Linked DNA regions of Zea mays: region 2 is linked to region 1. The links are chromatin contacts, called in public Hi-C maps. All regions are on one chromosome and are shown on one strand. Each heading gives the region's core, a stretch centred on a gene start, on an enhancer-like site or on the middle of the called end of the contact. The rest is flanking DNA. Distances are from core to core; before and after follow the strand shown. Region 1 holds the start of LOC100101532 (respiratory burst oxidase-like protein C). Region 2 holds the start of LOC100194037 (F-box protein).

Region 1 (3,875 bases), core at 1,024-3,523:
GGACAGTCCTGTGCGCCCGACCAGGGTGCCTTCGGTTGTCCCTTTGCTCCTTTGGTTGAACCCTTTCTCTTGATCTTTTATTGGCTTATTGTGAACCTTTGGCACCTGTAGAACTTATAAACTAGGGCAAACTAGTTAGTCCAGTTATTTGTGTTGGGCAATTCAACCACCAAAATTAGTTTAGGAAATAGGTGTAAGCCTAATTCTCTTCCAGTAATCATCCCAAGCATCTGTGTCAGCTATCCCTAAAGGAAGATCAAGTCTAGCAATCAAACGACAAAGCTTAGTTCTAGCCACTTGAGGATCATATTCCTAGTTTCTAAAAGACCCATCAGGGTTCAAAGCAAGTCTAGTTTGAACCATAGCAGCATGATCAAACTTCTTTTTACATGATTTCTTGTGCCTAAGCAAATGTCCAGTGCCAGCATTAGAATTAGCTCTCAACCTAGCTTTGCAAAATTTGCAAATACCTGCAATGCACACCTTCTTACCATTAAGGTTTTCTGTGACTTCAGTGAAGTCATCCCAAATAGCAGATCGACGTTTACCAGTGCTAGAAGAAGTCAATGAATCAAGTTCATTAGAGCCAGCAGCATCACTTACCGACCTGGGATTATGAGTGCTATCGACACCGAACAAGGCAGCAACATCATCTCCCATGTCGTCGACGTCATCGGGAAGCTACCCTAACTCAACGAGCTCCTCGTTGATGGTTCTAGGGTACCGACCGTTGTCGTCGTCGTCATCCATAACCGACTTCTATCTCGGCACCGTACCTCGACGGCAGTGGCGGCACTAGCACGACCACGTAGTCAGCCGGCGACCTACCAAAGTCACAAGCAAGCAGCGAGGGTTAGGGTTAGGGATTAGGACGGTCGACTGGTGGTGATGAACTGAGGAAGAGTGAGTGAGTGACATACCAGCCAAGCCGGAGCCCGGAGCCGGAGACGAGGGTAAAGTGCACGACGACGGACGACGCGAGAGGGAGAGCCGGAGAAGAGGAGATTAGGGTTAGGGTTAGAGATTAGGATGGCCGACTGGAGAGAGAGAGAGAGCCGGAGAGGGACTTATCTGCCAAGCCGCAGCCCGGAGCCGGAGACGATGACGCGGGACGATGGGAGGGAGAGCCGGAGTCCGAAGAGCGGAGATTAGGGTTAGGGATTTGTGATTAGGGTTAGGGATTTCACCGATGCAGAGCCGGAGCCTGGAGAGCGGCGCCGCACGGAACGGGGCTAGTGACGAAGATCCGGCAGAGACTACGGCGACGGTCGACGGTGAGGCGGTGAGCAGCAGGCGGAGCGAGGAGCAACGGAGAGGCCGAGGGCGAGAGGCGAGACCGCGAGAGGGAGAGAGCCGAGCGAGCGGACAGCGGAGACGGAGAGTGGCCGAGTGGGGCCAACCGCCAGCGGGAGGACGAGCTTATGCCTCGCTCCCCGATACCGGGCCGGTCGGTGCCTGCCGTTTTTAGGCGGGCCGAGCCGTGCCGCCCGGCGAGCGCAGCCAGCAACCCAGGCACAACCTGATTGGTTGGTCCGAGCCGGCCCGGGCACGCATCCAGCCGGACCGGGCCGTGCTTGGGCCGAGCCAAAAAAAAGGGCCTCGTGCCGGGCTGCCGTGCTCTAGGTTGCATGCTCATCTATATTCCCAATCGGACGGTCGGTTATTACATGATTATAAAAAATAATTGTAAGTTGTTAATTTTGATGGACATAATGTAAGATTTTATCGTATTTTATGAGGTTGTTAACGAGTTTTTTTAAAACCGAAAACTATATGTTATACCTATAGAAATTATAACAAACTAAAACTATAGGTTTGATTTAAAAATATGTAATAACCATCGTCTGAAACTAAAATCCAGCCACATTGTCATTAATGAAAGTTAGCAAGTCTCTGTCGCTGGAGTGGCAAGTGCGGACGCGTACATATCACACTGACCGGGCAGTAATAAATATTTTATGAGCTGGCGGAGCGGATGTACCGGCCGCGGCGCCGCGGCACGCCAGCACGTACTAGCCTGTGCCTGGACTCCGCTCGGCACCGGCTAGCTTGGACTCCGCTCCGCTTGTCCGCGGCACGAGCACGAGGGTGCCTTTCTTTCTTTCTTTCTTTCTTTCTCCACGCACACACGCGCGCGCAGTTGGGGAGAGAGAAAGAGGGGTGACTACGAGCTACCGCGTTTTAGGTCGCGCCGGCTTGGACTGTTGCGTGAGCTATATCTTTTTCTCGCTCGCTCGCTCCCAAATCGTCAAAGGAAGTTTGGTGGTGGTGGTGGCTTCATTGCTTCAAGCAGCGGCCGGGGGGTGAGGAGGACAGACAGACAAGGGGGAAGGAGTGATGCGAGGAGGAGGAGGACCGGGCGTCGGCACGCCGGGGCGCCCGCGATGGGGCTCCGGCGCCACGACGCCGCGGTCGCTGAGCACGGGCTCCTCTCCGCGCGGCTCGGACCGGAGCTCCGACGACGGGGAGGAGCTGGTCGAGGTCACGCTGGACCTGCTGGAGGACGATAACATTGTGCTGCGGAGCGTCGAGCCGGCGGCGGCCGCGGCTGCTCCGGCTCCGCCCCGCCGCCACCCGGACCCTACCCCGTCCTCGTCCGCGGCCCCGTCGCGCTCGCGCTCGCCCGCGATGCGCCGGACCTCCTCGCACCGCCTGCTGCAGTTCTCGCAGGAGCTCAAGGCCACCGCCAGCCGCGCCAAGCAGTTCTCGCAGGACCTCACCAAGCGCTTCACGCGCACCCAGAGCCGCGCCAATCTCGCGGGGGAGCCACCGGCTGCCGCGCCCTCGGGCATCGACGCCGCCCTCGAGGCCCGCGCCCAGCGCCGCCGCCGCGCGCAGCTCGACCGTACCAAGTCCGGCGCGCAGCGCGCGATCCGCGGCCTCCGCTTCATCAGCGGCGGCAACAAGGCCAGCAACGCCTGGATCGAGGTCCAGGCCAACTTCGACCGCCTCGCGCGCGACGGCTATCTCTCCCGCGCCGACTTCCCCAAATGCATAGGTTCACTTCTCCCCTTCCCCTTCCCCTTCCAGAAACCCCAGGCTTCTTCGAGTGACTAGTTCCTAATCGCATTGGAGTTCTGGATGCAGGGATGACGGAGTCACAGGAGTTCGCGATGGAGCTCTTCGACACGCTGAGCCGCCGCCGGCAGATGCAGGTGGACAGGATCAACAAGGATGAGTTGCGCGAGATCTGGCAGCAGATCACCGATAACAGCTTCGACTCGCGCCTCCAGATCTTCTTTGACATGTAACCCCGCAATCTGAGAACTTCTATCTAATTAGCGCTCTATGAACACATCAGGTTTTCAGTTAATCCGTCTTCGTTTTGGTATGTATCATTTTAATCAGGGTGGATAAGAATGCAGATGGCCATATCACGGAGGCCGAGGTGAAAGAGGTAAACAATTCCTCGTCGTCGCTGTGCTTTGTGTTTCACTTGCGATATTTTTTCCTCTCCCGTATGGGGATATTTTCGTACAATTATTTGGGGTCTTTTGATAACTGGTCTGTCCATTTCCATGCCTCTGTAGTTATATGTACTTGTTTTCTTGTTGCCTTACAAGTTTGTGTTCCTGGATTTGCGCATAATAAGGATTACGGACTCAGTAGCTTGGAGAAACATTGCCGACTAATCGAGGCATCCCGGCGAAACTGGCGGAGAAAGCATCCCCACCACCGGCCGGTCTCCAGACATCTTTTTTTTTTTTTTGGCAAAATCGATATTGGTCGTTCTAGAACGTGGGAGGGGTTCTTAGTAAATTTACTATTGATGGAGATGGAACTCTAACCTACAGGAGGCTGGAGGCTAGAAAGCAATAGTTGGTGGGGGCATTTCAGTCATGCTGCCTAACTAGTACTCTAATCTGCTCAAACAG
Region 2 (3,819 bases), core at 917-3,416, 160 kb after region 1:
ACACTGTGGGAAAAGAACCAGTTAATACAAAGTATTCTGTAGCAATACCATTGAAGAATGAAGTTAACTGAATAGCGTAGTTTAACATGAAACAACACACCGTATGAAATTATAACCATTTGAAAACTAAATGCAAATCACAACATGAGAAACTGAGCTTTGGAAGCGCATATATCTCCAGATTTATTAGCAAAACATGAAGCACAAAATCAATGTAACGTTAGAGGCATCAAAATCAGAGAAAGCATTGACAAAAACAAGACACATTAACACAATGGGATAGTAATAAAACCTGAGGAAATGACCCAGAGAACTTCTGCACTGAGTGTTTGCACAAAATCGTTCATGCTGTTTATTCTCACCTACGAATATCTGTCTCCTGAATCATGCAGGGCAATTAACTCTTTGAACTCAATGCTCGCCTCAGTGGCCTACCGGCGTTTGCTCTCAAAAAGTGGGTGTTGAGGAAGATTGACAAGAACAGGAGTTTTCCGTGGAAAGTGTTAGAGTGTACTGGTCCTATTGGGCCTAGGCCTTGTATCCAGCCCACTATGGGGCTCCTATTTGTATTTGCACCTGTATTCCATATAGCAGCAAAGAAGAAAGGCAGCACAGATGATCTATACCACTTGGAATATGGAAGGAAAGAAATCGTGCAGTCTCTGATGGCAGATTTCAACAACCAGTGCAGGTGCAGCAGCTTACTAACGCTATCTCCAGAAGCTTACTCAGCCTCATCTCTTATTTCAAACTCCATTATGTACACATTGTTGTCTACAGTATAAAACAGTGTTTTACATGGCCATATACGTGATCTGCTGGCCATAGCCTAAGGAGGACGTCGACCTGTGTAGGCAGGCTTGTTGAGAACTTGCAGTAGCTTAATGCCTTGTTGTATCTTTTCAAGTTATTTCAGTTCTTCTGCAGACCCTGCTTGCATCCTTCTTATATGCAATAGCAGTGCTCCTGCTTTATTTTTTCTTTAAAAAATAAAAAGAGTGAGAGAACTCGTGCACAAGCTATGACAATTGTTTTGTAAAGCGTAAACTGATACAGTATTATCACCCTATTTACATCTATAAGCCTGCCTATAATGGAGCCACTTCTTATAATGGGCTGGATATTAGTTTTGATTTTTTTTATTCCATATTAATTCTGAACAGATCAAGCACATTACGTAACAGTATTTATCCTTGTACAAACTTCACTTAAGATTTGAAGTTCAGTTTTGCAGATGAGGGAATACAACACCAATGCTTCTCTACGATGTATTAGTCATCGATAATACTTTTTTTCTTTTACATATCATTGGTGATCAATTAATCATCCCAGAACAATGACTGTCAAAGTGACAGCGTACACCTGATACTGGCAGAATTATTCAAGCGATGTTTCAACATCAGAGCTACTCTAATGTCGTCATACAAATTACAAAGTGCTTAAGAGTATGAACCTAAGAACAGACAACCTATTACAATGTATGCTCAAACCATCGGGTTGATGAGAGAGCTATATGAATGCTGTGTTAGCCTGACCAACAGATGCGGATCTGCGTACCTACAATCGTTGTTGCTCTAAGGAAAATATTGTGTGAACACTATGGATAGAACAAGCTAGAAATAAACATCTAAGATAAGCCCATGCAAGCAAAAATATCAATCATCATCAATACATATCCACGGGGCTGGCGGCTAAATTTTTCGAGCAGCAAACTATCATCAACGGGCAGTAATCAAACAAATTCGGCAATCCCGCAAACATCAGGGATGCTGGATACATGCATGATTGGAGAGGAGGCTTACTCGGGAAGGAGGCGAAACGCGAGTAGCACGTCGGAGGCAACGAGCGCCTGGGCTGCCTTAGGGAGGTCCGCGTATCCGAGGCGCAGCAGCGCTGCAAGCTCGCCGCAGGCCGTGGGATAGTCCCAGGGCCGCGACAGCGCAGCCCCGATCCCCATCTCCCTGTACCTCTCCGCCGCACCCGTCTCCGGCCGACGCGGCTGCCGCCGCCTCACCGGCATGGCTGCTGAGCAGAGGCAGGAACCCGATGTGTGGAGCCGTCCCTTGTGGATCGGAGCCACGATCCGCCACTCCGCTCTCCACCTCACCGTCACCGTCGTCGTGTCCACCTCTCACCGGCCACAAGCCAAGCCAAAACAGCTGAATAGCCTCCAGCACCTCGGACTGGGCTGCGCGGCTACGCCTGTGCACGGCCACGAGATGACGAGGGTTGCCTGGGTTGGCGTCCATCGACGATGGGTCGATGTAATGTGAATTGTGGGCCGTTGGCCCAGATTGATCTGGGGTCCTTAGCAGTTTTTGGAGTTCAAATTTACTCCGCATCTCTATTTTAAACCTATCTCTATTTTTAATACATACTAGGTGAGTGCCCGTGCGTTGCAACGGAAACATATAATATCATAATAACGTATGTATAAATATGTAAAGTGTACTCATGGTGCCGAACCTTCAGATTATCACCAAGAACATGCAAACATACCAATGCCTCTGTCTATGTCTAGCTATAATCCATCAACATTGTTGAGTTTTAACACAGACTGCTATTTTAAAATTCGGGCACTTCAACAGTTCACTTGTATCCCCAACTCACCAGAAAACAATATAGATCACGTTTAATCTAGATGATTCTTCATTAAGTGAACAGGTAGCTAAACCAGATCTAATGACTTGACTGCTACAAAACTTGGATCCAATCAACAAACAAATAAGTGCCACAAGCTGGTTTTGAATAATCCTAGTGTGGCTAGAAGTAGTGTTTCTCAGTTAAGTAGTACCTTATTTTGTTGTGCAAGTACAATGAAGCTGGAAATAATTCAAGACCAGCTGTCTATATAAACAACCGTGGTCCGATAATGGACTTCTTTAAACTGGACCACCATTACGAAGACATATTAATCCACATGTGGTGGATAATGGACTTACAATTAACTCCCATTACTTTCTGTTTCTTTCAGAGGAAAAGAATAAGCTGGCTCAAAGATAATGGCATCTCTTACTCCAGGAATACTATTAAAGGTTCTTAAAAATATTAACTCAGATGTGAAAGTATGTGGAGAATACCGGTCCATACTTCTCCAAGTTATTAGCATAGTCCCTGCAATCACTGGTTCAGAACTTTGGCTAGACCATGGTTTCTTCATCAGAGTTTCAGATTCTTCACACTCAACATATGTTTCCTTGTCCAAGGAGGACAACGAACTCATCTTGTCAAACAAACTACAACTCGAACAGTTCATATATGTTGAGAAGGTGCAGTCAAGTATCCCTGTCCCAGTTCTTGTAGGGGTCCACCCAGTTCCAGGAAGGAACCCTTGCATTGGAAACCCAAAGGATTTGATGCAAATGTCAACTCCCTTTGGGATTACGGAAGCACCGGATCATCAATGGAGGACTTCCAAGTCAGCTGATATGTCTGAAAGTGAAAAGGAAAATTTGCAGAGGAAGGTAATTATCGAAGAGCAGAAGACAGTTGTTGCTTCCCGTTACATGCTTGGGGTATCAAGCAATAACGGGAAAATTACCAGTATCAACTCCAGTATTGATAGTGACAAAAGTAATGGAGGAAGCACCATATCTGAACCAAATAAAAAATCTATTGCCTCGAAAGTCAGACAAGAGGCAAAACCTCAGGTATGTATGTTGAAGCTCATAGGTCTAATTCAGAAGTCTGGGTTTTCAAGTTCCTAATAGACGTTGATATTTTAGTTGATAAAACCTGTATAAAATATGATTTGTAAGAAATAGCAGGGATATGATCTGTGAGCTCTTATGAATTTTATACAAACAACGCTTTGAACCA

What was found. Hi-C and Micro-C count contacts between places; a contact is called where the count stands out from the background.
Region 2: a contact with region 1 is called in a Hi-C map of ear, with 2.2 times the contacts expected there. The contact joins the promoter of LOC100194037 here to the promoter of LOC100101532 in region 1. A contact is called at or near these places in 8 of 25 Hi-C or Micro-C datasets (bundle sheath, ear, endosperm and 2 more) and 2 of 3 datasets of contacts at active chromatin or transcription factors (leaf and seedling).

What each region holds. Positions count from the first base shown.
Region 1 is chr6:171,326,857-171,330,731 of Zm-B73-REFERENCE-NAM-5.0, forward strand. LOC100101532 (respiratory burst oxidase-like protein C) reads left to right here and starts at 2,274. Exons shown (of 14, transcript NM_001112548.1): 1 at 2,274-2,998; 2 at 3,088-3,247; 3 at 3,349-3,397. The coding sequence starts at 2,338.
Region 2 is chr6:171,482,447-171,486,265 of Zm-B73-REFERENCE-NAM-5.0, forward strand. It overlaps LOC100194037 (F-box protein), which reads right to left and starts at 2,167. Exons shown (of 6, transcript NM_001139098.1): 1 at 1,803-2,167; 2 at 1-3. The coding sequence starts at 2,020. LOC103631604 (DUF936 family protein) reads left to right here and starts at 3,003. Exons shown (of 2, transcript XM_008652475.2): 1 at 3,003-3,650. The coding sequence starts at 3,003.